Linked DNA regions of Sus scrofa: regions 2, 3 and 4 are each linked to region 1. Evidence: chromatin contacts called from public HiChIP or PLAC-seq data. All regions are on one chromosome and are shown on one strand. The core of a region is the stretch at or near the end of the contact, and the rest is flanking DNA. Distances in the headings are between cores, read along the strand shown.

Evidence for each region. HiChIP or PLAC-seq counts read pairs in DNA pulled down with a chosen protein or histone mark.
Region 2: an H3K27ac HiChIP or PLAC-seq map of alveolar macrophages shows a contact between it and region 1. The contact joins two enhancer-like sites. A contact is called at or near these places in 6 of 47 Hi-C or Micro-C datasets (embryonic fibroblasts, fetal skeletal muscle, fibroblasts and 2 more) and 2 of 2 datasets of contacts at active chromatin or transcription factors (alveolar macrophages and skeletal muscle).
Region 3: an H3K27ac HiChIP or PLAC-seq map of alveolar macrophages shows a contact between it and region 1. The contact joins two enhancer-like sites. A contact is called at or near these places in 2 of 47 Hi-C or Micro-C datasets (epiblast stem cells and skeletal muscle) and 2 of 2 datasets of contacts at active chromatin or transcription factors (alveolar macrophages and skeletal muscle).
Region 4: an H3K27ac HiChIP or PLAC-seq map of alveolar macrophages shows a contact between it and region 1. The contact joins two enhancer-like sites. A contact is called at or near these places in 3 of 47 Hi-C or Micro-C datasets (adipose tissue, embryonic fibroblasts and mesenteric adipose tissue) and 1 of 2 datasets of contacts at active chromatin or transcription factors (alveolar macrophages).

The regions. Positions count from the first base shown.
Region 1 is chr10:43,133,970-43,137,310 of Sscrofa11.1, forward strand. All of the region lies in intron 60 of CUBN (cubilin), which reads right to left. Among named protein-coding and RNA genes, the nearest start is that of EPC1, 190 kb to the left of the region's middle. Within about 2 kb of position 1,597, at least 7 of the 83 cell types and tissues checked have an H3K27ac peak or open chromatin away from gene starts, as enhancers often do. A contact at or near this core is called in alveolar macrophages, where this site is marked.
Region 2 is chr10:43,356,367-43,359,707 of Sscrofa11.1, forward strand. All of the region lies in intron 17 of CUBN (cubilin), which reads right to left. Among named protein-coding and RNA genes, the nearest start is that of CUBN, 57 kb to the right of the region's middle. Within about 2 kb of position 1,520, at least 26 of the 83 cell types and tissues checked have an H3K27ac peak or open chromatin away from gene starts, as enhancers often do. A contact at or near this core is called in alveolar macrophages, where this site is marked.
Region 3 is chr10:43,319,295-43,322,635 of Sscrofa11.1, forward strand. The region is part of intron 28 of CUBN (cubilin); the gene reads right to left. Among named protein-coding and RNA genes, the nearest start is that of CUBN, 94 kb to the right of the region's middle. Within about 2 kb of position 1,592, at least 19 of the 83 cell types and tissues checked have an H3K27ac peak or open chromatin away from gene starts, as enhancers often do. A contact at or near this core is called in alveolar macrophages, where this site is marked.
Region 4 is chr10:43,274,902-43,278,242 of Sscrofa11.1, forward strand. It overlaps CUBN (cubilin), which reads right to left. Exons shown (of 68, transcript XM_021064811.1): 30 at 1,886-2,067. Among named protein-coding and RNA genes, the nearest start is that of CUBN, 140 kb to the right of the region's middle. Within about 2 kb of position 1,685, at least 1 of the 83 cell types and tissues checked has an H3K27ac peak or open chromatin away from gene starts, as enhancers often do. A contact at or near this core is called in alveolar macrophages, where this site is marked.

The DNA of each region.
Region 1 (3,341 bases), core at 347-2,846:
ATTGTTGCTACTAAGTTTATAAGGGCAGAATGACAAATGCATTGGGCACAGCGAGTGCCATTGCACAGACTTATTCTATAAGGCTGGTACTGCTGCTACTGAGGTCCTAAGACAGAGACACCCTGGCTTCTGGGAATTCCGGATCAAGAACCTGCAGATGCTGGTGGGCACTGGCATAGACTGAGTGGTGCCTGCATGATTCCTAACCCTGCAGTCTCTCTCAGCAGTGCCGGAGCATGGACTGAGTGCATTCTTCCATTCACTTGATGTTAGGTTCCACCCTACGACTCGCTCTACGCAATGGAATGGCTGTGGTCATGAGGTGGGAAGAGGCCTTAAATGTGCTTGTGTTTTGGGCTTGGACTTTCATGCTCCCTCGATCCACCAAGAGCTCACGCCCTGGGTACCTGCGTGGAGAGCTGACCTGACCGCAGTCTGTACGGTGGAGCCAGGCACAGTCAGCCTGCCTCCTGGAACAGGCAGGCAAACCAGCCTGCTGACCCGTAAGTGATAAAATAATGCTTCAGTGGTATGAGCCACTGAATTTTGGATGGTTCGTTATGCAGCATCAGTGTGGCAATAGCGGACAAGTACAAAAATAGCTACTCTGAGTTATCAAACTGTAATAGAGCACATTGCTTAATTCATAAAATCTACACACAGAATAAAGAAAATGGAGAACTAAACTTATCATCAGATAATCCTGGCCAAAATAGTCAAGTAATTGAAGTAAATACAATATTATATGAGGGAATTATACAATTCATATTCTTTATGAATAATATTATGTGAGTAAATATAATATTATATGAATAAACAGTGAAGTAATTGAAGTAAATATAACATTGAGTGAATCATACAATTCATATTTTATATGAATATTATATGAGTAAATATAATATTGTATGAATAAATATCAAGTAATTGAAATAAATGTGGCATTGTGGAGTAAATTGTACAATTAATATTCTGTGAATATTTTATGAGTAAATATAGCATTGTATGAAGAAATAGGCAAGTACTGAAGTAATAGAACATTACGGCGGGAATTAGACAATTCATGTTCTATGTCAGTATCATATGAGTAAATACAATGTTGTGTGAATAAATAGTCAAGTAACTGAAGCAAATATAACATTATGAGTGGATAATACAATTCACATTCTATATGGATATTATATGATAAACATCTTTCGGTGTCTGTGTGGCACGGAAAATGGTTATAATTGCTCTGATTCACCCACTTGGAAATGGAAACATGGCACAACTGCTCTGTGCTCCTGCTCCTCCCACAGCGTGTGTCTTTGGGGGAATATAAAGATGAATATTCATCAAAGAAGAGTTCTTTGCCAACAAATGCTCTTGCCACATCACAATTTCTATATTTCAACAATGGCAGGATATACGGGAAGAACAAGGGAGGACTCAGACGATGAAATGGTTTCCTATACTTGTTTACTATATGGTATTTTAAAATTCCTGTTTTTGAGCGAGTGTATGACCTTAGCATTGACGTGTTCTTTAGCACCACCAGTCTATCATCTTCCTCGTTATCCCACATTGTTCTACCATCCAGTGAACTCCCATCCATCAGCCGGCTGTGTCAGAAGCGCTCCGTATCCACCAGCCTGCTGTGTCAGAAGCGCTCTGTGCAACACTCCCCGTGCCAGACAGAGAGCAAATATCACTCTAACCCTCACACCGAATCAGAAACACTTCCTACGAAAGAGGGATGGCTTTAGAGAAAGCAAATGGTTGGTGAAAGACATATTGGAAATATATACCCGTAGCATATATTTGGGTCCAGATCGACCTAATTAAAAATCAGTAATTGAATCCTAAAGGATTTCTCTCCAATGATTAACCTTCCAAGTGAAGTTCAAGCTGGAATGAATCTGACCATAAGAATTAGCTGTATTATCTAAGAGAAAACATCTTGAAGGCTTCAGTGCAGTCAGATACATTTCCAAATAATTATCTTGGGAACTGACATTTCCGCTGCTGACATTACAGGGGGCTGACATTTTATGCAGGTCTTCTGGATAGGATCTCTAACCATCTCTGGACAACCACTACTTGGACAGATGGTGGGTGGCTAGCTGTACTTTCAGATAAGGATCCGCCTGACTTCAAGCATTTTCCTGTTCTCCAGGGAACCCATTAAGGCTTCAGGCTGTAGTTGAAGGAAGCTCGATGAAGCACAGGAAACAGAACACACACGCATTGAAAGCTGGTGCCTTAGGGACACGGAAGCTCCATAAGGCTTTAGTTGCCTGCATCTTGCTGTAAAGTTCAAAGCTGCAGTTTGCAACTGCCCTAAAGAAGTGAATTCCTTTAAAAAGTTCAACTAAATTTCACATGAACATATTCTTTTTTTTTGCTAAAAAAGTAAATTGCCTTTATTATTCTACAAAAACTTAAACATTCACCACTTTTAAAGTATTTATGTTGCGCAAGAGAAAAGAAACTTAATGGCGCTTGTAATCTGAGTGATGTTTTGTTTGTTTTTAATAATTTCACTCAATGTGACTCATTTTGGATATCCTAATTTGAGACTCAGCTTAATTTAACTCAGAATATGTAGTTATTCTGGTCATATTTGGGAAGCATAAAACTAAAATACTAAACGAAAGGTAATTTACTGAAAGAAAAGTAGTATCAGCAGCTAATCAGTAGTGACAGTCACAAATTAAAGAGCAATGTGACATATAAACAACTTAGGATAAAGAGAATTCTCAGTAACTTTTAATTTATTTTGCATTATTTTGGTATTACTGAAAGCACTTTATGTATGCATCAGTAGTCCCAGGGCATTTCATGAAAATGGGCTGCAATGGGGCATATGGAGGTTCCCAGGCTAGGGGTCCCATTGGAGCTGAAGCCCCGGCCAACACTATAGCCACAGCAATGCCAGATCTGAGCTGAGTCTGTGACCTACACCACAGCTCACAGCAATGCCAGATCCTTAACCCACTGATCAAGGCCAGGGATCGAACCCACTTCCTCATGGATGCTAGTCGTGTTCCTTAACCACTGAGCCATGTTAGGAAGTCCTTGAAATTTTACAAAGGACTTGTTAGGTAGGATAGGATAGGGCCTTGGACCCAAGTGATTCAGAACAGGCCATTTATCATTACCAAAAGCAGGAGGCTTGTGATCAAGCAGTGAGGACACATGCAGGTACCAGAGACAGGCTCTTCGGAGCACTTTCCTATACCAATGACACATGCTCGTCAGAGCACTGCCCTATGACCTATTCCCCATGCAGAGAAGGCATCCCGCCCAAAACCAATTGGAGGGTCAAAACCTGTGTGCCCCCATACAGAGATCAAACAACACTC
Region 2 (3,341 bases), core at 270-2,769, 220 kb after region 1:
GGCATTTTTTGGTTTTGTTTTAATTTTTTTTTTTTTTTTTGGCTTTTTAGGGCTGCACCCACAGCACATGGAAGTTCCCAGGCTAGGGGTCCAATGGAAGCTACAGCTGCCAGCCTACAGCACAGCCACCGCAACACCGGATCCTTAACTCACTGAGCAAGGACATGGATCGAACCCTCGTCCTCATGGATACTAGTCGGGTTCATTAACCACTGAGCCACAACAGGAACTCCTGTTTTAATTATTAACATGATGGCAGTGGGACCCTATTGCAATTTGTAGCTGGAGACCAAAGATACCTGGAAATATAAGACACAGTCACACACAGCAAGGATTAGCCTAGGACCTGTGTCACATTCATTGCAGTGAAAGATGTATGTGTAAAATCTAGCTGTATTTTTTATTTTTGTCTTTTTAGGTCTGAATCCATGGCACATGGAAGTTTCTAAGCTAGGGGTCGAATTGGAGCTATAGCTCTATTTTACGTACTAAATGCGAAATATTTTTGCCCAATTGTAATACACAGTGAATTTTCCAGGATTACAAGTAGAGTGTAAATCAAAAGAAGTTCTTTTTTTTTTTTTTTTTTTCCTCCTCCTGGAAATCTGCCAAGAGTTGGTCACCATTTCAGGAAATTCATCACCAATCTACAGAGCCATGTCAGAGCCATGGCCTGCATTTTTACTGCAGGATTCAAACAGTACAGGGAGCAAACGATTTATGACTAGTGCAGCTTGCCTAGGCTTTTAACATACTGACATTTTTTTTTTTTTTTACTTTGCTCTACTTCTCCTAAATCTTACACGTACAACTTTATTTTTACTTATGTAAAGTACATGCATAATGTGAGCTTATATCCTCTATACATTTCATTTCAGAATAAAGTTGATACAAGAAGGTCTTATAGTGGAGAGAACCACTGATTTAACCAAAAAGTTGGAACTCCTACAGAATATTTCTCAGCAGAAATCATTTTTAAGCTGAAACTTGAAAGAGTATCCAGATCTAATGAACAGGCAGTAAAGGGAGCGGCTTAAAAGTCTGATTCTCAAAGTTGGTAACACAGTAACACGTTACTCTGATCCATAACTGGTATAAATTTCTGGAAAATAATTGGACAATATGGATCAGGAATCTTGGAAATGTTCATAGTTTTGCAATGTTAGCAACTTCCCTGCTAACATTCTATCCTGAGGAAACCGTTCGAAATACAAGCAAAGACACACAAAGATCTACAGCAAAGTACGTTCTTTTTTTATTTGTTTTTTTGGCAGTGATGCCGGCATGCAAACATTTCCGGGCCAGGGATCAAACCCATGCCATAGCAGTGACAGTGCTAGATCCTCAACCTGCTGAGCCACCAGGCAACTCCAAAATACAATGTATAATAACAAGAACTGAAATCTTCCACATGTCTAAGAATAGGAGGGTGATTAAATAAATCATGATACCGCCATATGGTAGAGTCTTACACAGACACTGGAAATCACATGCCTCTCCACTGATTCATCTCGAACCAGTTCCTTTCTAGGAGTTACCGTGCAAATTTCACATCCTGCCATAAAGTTATGCTAACCAGCTCTCTAACCAAACAGCAAATCTCTGAGAAAAGAGGAAATTTCTGTATCACCTTCAGGAGCGGACACAGAACTATGCAAAGAGCTGTGTGACAGAGGCTTGCTGATTCATTAATTTTAAGGTGCAGTGTGATGGCTCAATTTGTGTCCGCGCCGCAGACATACAGCAGTGCTTGGAAACCAGAAAGCATGAAACACAGAGTAAGCTATCTTCCTGCTCTCGAATCCTCCAGGGTGCCATTCACTCTGCTAAGACTGTAGTATCTCTTTTCTAGTTTGCCCATTAGAAGATGACAAGAAGGAAGAAAAACAGCCAAAGAGCTGCAGAGCAAGCTAAAGTGAGCTGCTCCCCTGGGCCTCCCTAATGAAATTCAAGGACCTGAGCAAGGAGAAAGGCAGCTGCAGTGCAAATGTTTTAAGAACTTAAAGGGCTCAAGGGCCTTAACCCTAGAAGGTACAATGGATTTTGGCTCTGTTTCTCTCTCTCTCTGTGGAAATGAAACCTTATTAATTCTGAAAGCCTGTATTCTCCCTGGACCCCAGATAAGGCAAGACTGTAACCACAACCTCCAAACACTCTAAAGTGACCCCCAAGACTCCTGCAGCATATCGTGCATTCAATATCACAGGCCTGGTGAGGCTGCCTCCTCCCCCACAATAACAGACCCCTCTCTTTCCTTTGTGCCTGGGCACTGGGATAGACTGGGCTGTTTTTCCTAATTATTTACATCCCTCCTGAAAGAGGGCTGAACATCGGCTCTCATCGTCTTGTGACCCGTGATGCTACCACATGGAGAATTAATATTTATCCCTCCCACTGACTCTGGGCTTGGCCATCAGGCTTGCTTTACCCAAAAGAAGGTGGGCAGAAGTGATGAACTGGCTTCTAAGAAGAAGCTTTGGGAGTCACTGCATGATGACCAAGGGCTCTCACAAGACCAAGGGCTGGGGTCCCAGGGCAGCTGGGACAGGGACCAGATCAGCAGAGCTGCTCAGTGATCCCAAGCCAGCATGTTAACAGAGTGAATAAATACACCTTGTTGTAAGCCTCAGAAATGTTTTGTTATTGCTTTGGATTTGCTTTACTGTTACTGGCTGTTTGTTATTGCAATGTAACCTAGAGAAAGATGACTTGTATTTGAGGCTTGGTGGTACTAACATATTGTTTTTTCTTAAGAAGTCAGGTGAAGCCAGGCTGTGGCCACTGGTAGAGGCATCTTCATGCCAGATACACAAGATTCACTCCTTTTTTTTTTTTTTTTTTTTTTTTTTTTTTTTTTTTTTTTTATGGCTGTACCTGCAGCACATAGAAGTTCCTAGGCTTGGAACTGAATTGCAGCTGAAGGCCTACACCACAGCCACAGCAACACCAGATCTGAGCTGCATCTTCGACCTACACCACAACTTGCAGCAATACTGGATCCTTAACCCACTGAGCAAGGAAGGGGATCAAACCTGTATCCTCAGGACACTATGTTGAGTTCTTAACCCACTGAGCCACAACTGGCACTCCCAGATCCATTCTTCACTGTGGGTCACATTTGCACAGAAAGGACAAGGACCAGTTCTAGTTCTAGTGCTGTGTGGACAGGCCCAGACTGTTCATGGATTACCTTGTCCTTCAGCAAACACTGATTGTTTCAGGCCCAGAGACTCAACTTATAACCTGTGACCCATGATTTTTAGCCCTACGGACTAGCCCAAATGGCTTCTGATTTTTACATTCAGCAGATGAATCTAGTTCCTGAAGACAAATGACCCACA
Region 3 (3,341 bases), core at 342-2,841, 190 kb after region 1:
TCATTCTTGTAACCAAGTTGTTTGAAGAGTGCTGTCCCCAAAGGGTTCAACAGTTGACACCTTATAACTAAAGAAACCTACCATTTTCAAGTATCTGAAACAGGTAGCATCTTTTTGACATGTTTATGCATTATTTTTGAAGAAGTAGTAGCCCAACGGTCAGTGAGGCTCTATGTGAATGAACAGTGCTCTAAAAATTGGAGAATGAGGATTTTAAGAGGAACTGTAATGAGATGGAATTCTTAGGCAGGAGAGTGAAACATCACAGACTAGAAATGATACCCTGTGTTTACGATGAAGCCTTTGCGACTCATGTACAAGTGATCTGGAGACTACAGGTCTTTAATATAGTCCGCTATCACGACCTGGTTAACAATAAACCCATTTAATTTCCGCCGATGATACTAGAAAGTAGGAACCAGATAATACGGGCCTGGTCAGCTCGGTTGGTATGTTGACTCCTATCCTGGACCCATTTGAAGAGACACCGACCTACAAGAGACCAGGAAGAGAAGGGTGTCTTTCTGGACCCCTTCAGAGCATCTCTTCTTGTCCTTCACTGTCACCCTGTCTACCCTCTGCTTCCATGAAACAATAACCTGATAGTTTTCTTTTTTCCTCTTCTCACCACCCACATGCTGACCTAACACATGCTCTGGACTCTACTAGAGTCTCCGTGCTGACTTCTCCCAAATCCATTCCTTCTGTGTGTATGTTCAATCACCTATTAGAAATCTCTTCTTCACCTAGAGACTCAGGCTCAAAATACAAATGAAGGGAGTTCCCATTGTGGCGCAGCAGAAACGAATCCAACTAGGAACCATGAGGTTGTGAGTTCGATCCCTGGCCTTGTTCAGGGCGTTAAGGATCCGGCGTTGCTGTGGCTGTGGCGCAGGCTGGCGGCCACAGCTCTGATTAGACGCCTAGCCTGGGACCCTCCATATGCCGTGGGTGTGGGCCTAAAAAGACAAAAAGACAAAGTCAATCAATAAATAAAATAAAAATAAATACAAATGAACAAGTGAAAATCGAGTTGTCAAATACTAAAGAATCCTTACGGGGGACTTCCCAAAACTGCGTGGGCAACACAGCCTTCTTCCTTTAGGCAAATGACCCTTCCTCCCACGGAGCATGTTGTTTCCAAAGCTGAATCATTTCGTTTGGCCCAGGTGACAAAATAAGAAAGGGCAGATTTGCTTGCCAGTGGGATCTTTACCAACCCACACCTCTCAGCGAAGCTGGACACCATGTCCGAGCAGCACCATGTCCTTTTATAGTTTCAGTTCTGTTAATTGCAAATTCTGGCTCTGCACTAACAGCCACTCCACTGGGACTTGGCTAAGTTACTCGAGAAAACCCTTTAACTAGAAGTGATTAAAATCATGGAAACTAGAGCCTGTGTTTGTGGCTTTTCTCTCCTTAAGTGGTTATTTGTGCTTTTAGACTTTCCATCATAAACCAGCCATTGTAGCGACTGTTCTGGTCTTGCCCCTTGGCTCACAGAAATGGAAAAAACCCCTCCCTCTGGCAGGAGTGTCATTCTTTGGAAGGCTTTGCTGAACTTCTGGTTCTTATTCTGTATCTTTGCTGCTTTCACCATCAATATTGCACAAGAATCAAGGCATGTGGGTAACATCAGCCTCTGATGAGCAGCTCTATGGTTGTTGGAATAAGTATTTTTCATTTGACAGTTTTTAAACACCTCCAAAAATGATCTGATGGGCCTTTGTGTTACCTTTCCATCCTCAAGGAAATCCAAAGAGGTTGAGTCTGGTCCCTAGAAAGGCTTCATCACCTTTCCTCCTCATCCTTTCTGCCAAAGCCTCCTTTCCAGTCTAGTGCAAAAGCTGCCCCCTCTCCTGGCTTTCTCCATTGTGCTTTATCAAATAAGGCGCCCAGTTCACTGTCAAACTTGTAACCCTCTACAGGCCCTTGAATTCTATTCTGCTTTGTGTTCAAGGGGTTAGAAATGCATAGAGATGTATAGAGATGACACAAAAAGGCCTCTCTGGAAATCTGTTCTTTCTCATTAATGAAGAGCTATTCTTAAGCCGATGCTAAAAGATGGCTGTGATATTCCATTTAACCTGAACTTGCTGAACTCCTAGACACCCTCAGGTCTGTAATCAGTTACTAGGTGGAGACAGTTCACACCTTCAAAAAGCGGGGCATGTGGACACAATCACAATGATAAAAATATGATACGATAAATGCTATGTTTGTGGCATGAACAAGTGGCTTTGAAAGCAACGTTTCAATTTATTTCTAAAGAATGAACAATGCCTCTCCATGTGAAAAGAAGAAAAAGGGGGTTATTCCGAGTAAATGGAATGAGGCAAGCACGCCATTGTTAAGCCTGTAAAGACCACTTGAATGCCAGATGAGGGAAGGCGGACTTCAAAACCATTGTCAAGTTCATACTTGTTTTATGTTGGGTATTTTCTTTGAATGCTAGTAAATATAACTTTCTAAAGGGTAAATACTATGGTTACTCTTTCTATAATATTGAAATTTTCTAAATATAAAGCAAGATTTTTTTTTAACCCCAAATAGTATCCCTTAAAACAAGGGCATCTGTACATTCAAGATCTTCCAAAGTCTCTCAAAGTAGAAGAAGCTTTCTCTTCCTTGTTATGAAAAATAAAAGTGCCCACTTGGAAAAAAAGGTTAACCTTAAACAACCTTGATTAATACTAGTTTTTTTAGTTGATAAGAAAGAGAGTTAAAACAATTTTCAAAGGAAGAAAAATTTTTTTTCAGGGACTATGTTCTCAAAGTTAGACATGCTGGATTTGGGAAGTCTTGGCAAGCAAAGCTTCTAAAAATTGCTGATCATTTTAAAAAGAAAGACACTAAGTAATGGTGTTGTGAGTAGGTGGGATTTGGGGGAATGTCTTAACGTTAGCAGAATGGGTTGTCACTTCAGAAAAGTCTTCTATGTGAAAACATCAAATATGGACTCATAGTCTTTTTTTTTTTTTTGTCTTTTTGCCTTTTCTAGGGCCACTCCCACAGCATATGGAGGTTCCCAGGCTGGGGGTCCAATCGGAGCTGAAGCCACTGGCCTACACCAGAGCCACAGCAACACAGGATCTGAACCACATCTGTGACCTACACCACAGCCCAAGGCAACGCCGGATCCTTAACCCACTGAGCAAGGCCAGGGATCGAACCCTCAACCTCATGGTTCCTAGTCGGATTTGTTAACCACTGCACCACAATGAGAACTCCCGGATTCAGAAGTCTTATATAATAACAGTGTAGATGAATATAAAGCTAATGTGTAAGATGGCTTAAAAAGTGATTTTATTAATGATGAAAACTAGATGTCAAATTATATG
Region 4 (3,341 bases), core at 435-2,934, 140 kb after region 1:
CCTCTCCGATCTCCTAGGATCAGTTGACATCCAAATTGGAAAATGGATGTCAAAATCCCTTTGCAAATGCCCAAAAATGTACATTATTACGGTGGTTCAATCAGAGACTTGAACGTTCTCCTTTATCTCGCAAATATATATCCGGTGTTTACTATTTGCCAAGGGCTCTGTGGCTCTGGGGGTATAGCCATAAGAAACAATAAAATAAAATCAAACAAATCCCCGGGCCTCATGGAGCTTAAGTCTACCAGACCACAGAACCCTGTGGTGACCGGCCACCGCAGCCCCTATAGCAGAGGGGACGGACGTTTCCAGTGCCCTAGGAAGTCATCCAATGACTAGACGCCTGTAGTCGACAGCTGATTACAATCGGTTCTCAAAGGCCAATGGAATTATCTGAGATAAACCATTCACAGCCGTGTTGGAAAAGTCACAGGCATGTGAAAGGAAACTCAACAGCACTAATTATTGGAAAAAATGTGAACCCACTGTTGTGTTCTGTCTTACAGCTATCATGTAATTCAAACCTACTTCGACGTATCACGTCATACGTCTTGGAATGGCCAACATCAAGGGTCTACAAATAATAAATGCCAGAGAGGGTGTGGAGAAAAGGGAACCCTCCCATCCCGCTGGTGGGAATGTATATTGGTGCAACCATATGGAGGACAGTATGGAGGTTTCTTAAGAAACTAAAAACAGGAGTTTCTGCTGTGGTTCAGCAGTTAATGAACCCAACTACATCCACGAGGATGCAGATTCAATCTCTGGCCTTGTTCAGTGGGTTAAGGATCCGGCGTTGCTGGGAGCTGTGGTGTAGTTTGCAGACACGGCTCAGATCCCAAGTTGCTGTGGCTGTGGTGTAGGCTGGCGGCCACAGCTCCGATTTGACCCCTAGCCTGGGAACCTCTGTATGCTGCAGGTGCAGTCCTAAAAAGACAAAAGACCAAAACAAAAACAAGCAAACAAACAAAAAACCCAGCTAAAAATACAACTACCATGTGACCTAGCAATCCTACTCCTGGGCATATATCCCAAGGAACCATAGTTTGAAAACATACATGCACCTCAATGTTCATTTAGCACTATTTACAATAGCCAAGACATGGAAATAACCCATGTGCCCATCAAAAGATGACTGGTTTAAGAAGATGTGGTGTACATTCATACAATGGAATATCAGCCATAAAAAAAGAATGAAATAACGCTGTTTGTAGAAAACGAATGGACCTAGAAATTATCTAAGTGAAGTAAGTCAGAGAAAGATAAATACATGAGATCACTAATATGCAGAATCTAATAAAAAATGATTCAAAAGAACTTTAAAAAAGAAAGAAAAAAAAAAAGTCATGGGGGATTCCTCTGCCCACTGCCAGGTCCTGCCCCAAGCTCTGCCTCCTCTCTGAACTCTGCCACCACTGCCCTTCCTAAGGAAGCCTTCTCAGACTGGAAGTGTGGGGCACTGACAATCCCAGGTGCCACCTCCATCAATGGGAATGGATTTGGGGGACTTTTCTTAGAGGGATGATTCTGATGAGCAGACCTCAGAGGCCTGGCAGGATTAAGCCCAAGGAGTCCACAGGGACCCCTTTCACTGGCTCCTCCTCCTCACCCTCCCTCCCCTGTGCCCTCACTTCTACTTCCTGGTACCACTGCCTCCTTCAACTCCCTGCCACCACGCCCTGCAGGCACTGCCTTTAGGGAAACCCAAGCTATGATATTAACCCCATTTGTCTGCATGCATCATATACGGAGGGTGGAGCCTCATCACCACGTACCGGAGTAGAACACCACTGGCCATGGGCAAGAATGTGGGGAATCTGGCGAGTGATGTCCACTTCCCTTCCCCAAGCTGAAACGCACAGAAAACAATCTCAAATCCTACCTCCAGGACGTCGAAGTTGCAAGTTGCGTGATATTCCACATCGAAGTCGTGGATGGTGAGCTGAATGCTACTCCCGGGGGAGGAGTGAATGTACCAGATACACTCCTTGTTGGCGGGGTACCCCACAGGGTAGCCAGGACTACTGAAGGTGCCAGTATCGCCAGACAGCTCTCCACCACAACCTGTTAGAACAGCAGGGCTCGGTCAGGTCAAAGAGGGCATCAGGCACTGGGAAAAACTCAAAAATCCAACCATGCAAGAAAAAAACAGAAAATGCATCATGTCTAATTTAGGCAAAAAATTATAAAGCCATAATAAAGTTTTAATTAAGTAGTATTAAAACAATGAAAAAAATCATGGTTATAGCTTATTACATTTATTCTTTTTCTTAAAAAATACTCTGATTATAAACTGTGGTGCAAAAATTCTCAGTCCTTATTCTCTCCACATCAAACTTTTGGTAGTATCTTCAAAATGTCATTCTAATTTTTTTTCCCCCACTGTACAGCATGGGGACCAAGTTACACATCATTCTAATTTTTAGATTTTCTTCATTATATTTAGGTAAGACTTTCCTAGTAGGAGGTACAATGCTCTCTGTGAGTGGTCTACAGCAGGTCCCCTGGTCTTCAGTTTCCTTGTATATAATATGTCATCTCTAAGTCCTTTCAGACCTAAGATGTGGAATTCTGAGTGCTTAAAATCCTCACTTGTGTATGAGAGACAGTAGGCAATAAAAAAGTATATGTGGAACCCCAAAACCTTCACACAGGTGTTTAAAGCAGCTTTATTCATAACTGCTAGAACTTGGAAGCAACCAAGATATCCTTCCGTAGCTGAATTAGATGAATAAATTGTCGTGCATACAGACACTGGGGTATTTTTTTTTTTTTTATGGCCACACTTGCGACATATGGAAGTTCCTGGACTAGGGGTAGACTGGGAACTGCAGCTGCAGGCCTACGCCACAGCCATAGCAACACTGGATTTGAGCCACATCTGTGACTAACACCGTACATAGCTTGTGGCAATGCTGGATCCTTAACCCACTGAGTGAGGCCAGGGATAGAACCCACTTCCTCATAGAGACTATATCCAGTTCTTAACCTGCTGAGCCAAAAGGGGAACTCCAATACTGGGTATTACTCAACACTAACAACAAATGGCCTATCAAGCCACAAAAACACATGGAGGAAACGCACAGGCATACTAATCAGTGAGAGAAACCAGTCTGAAAAGGCTACACGCTGTCCTGTCCTAGCTGCATGACATTCTGAAAAAGGTAAAACTGGAGATAGTATAATGATCTGTGGTTGCCAGGGGCTCAAGGGTGAATTGGTAGATTGCCGAAGACCTGTAGGGTGAAACTACTCTTTACGATACCATCATGGTGGCCATACATCATCATAAATCTGTCAAAACCTATAGAAGGTACGACATCAGGGGTGAGCCCTAA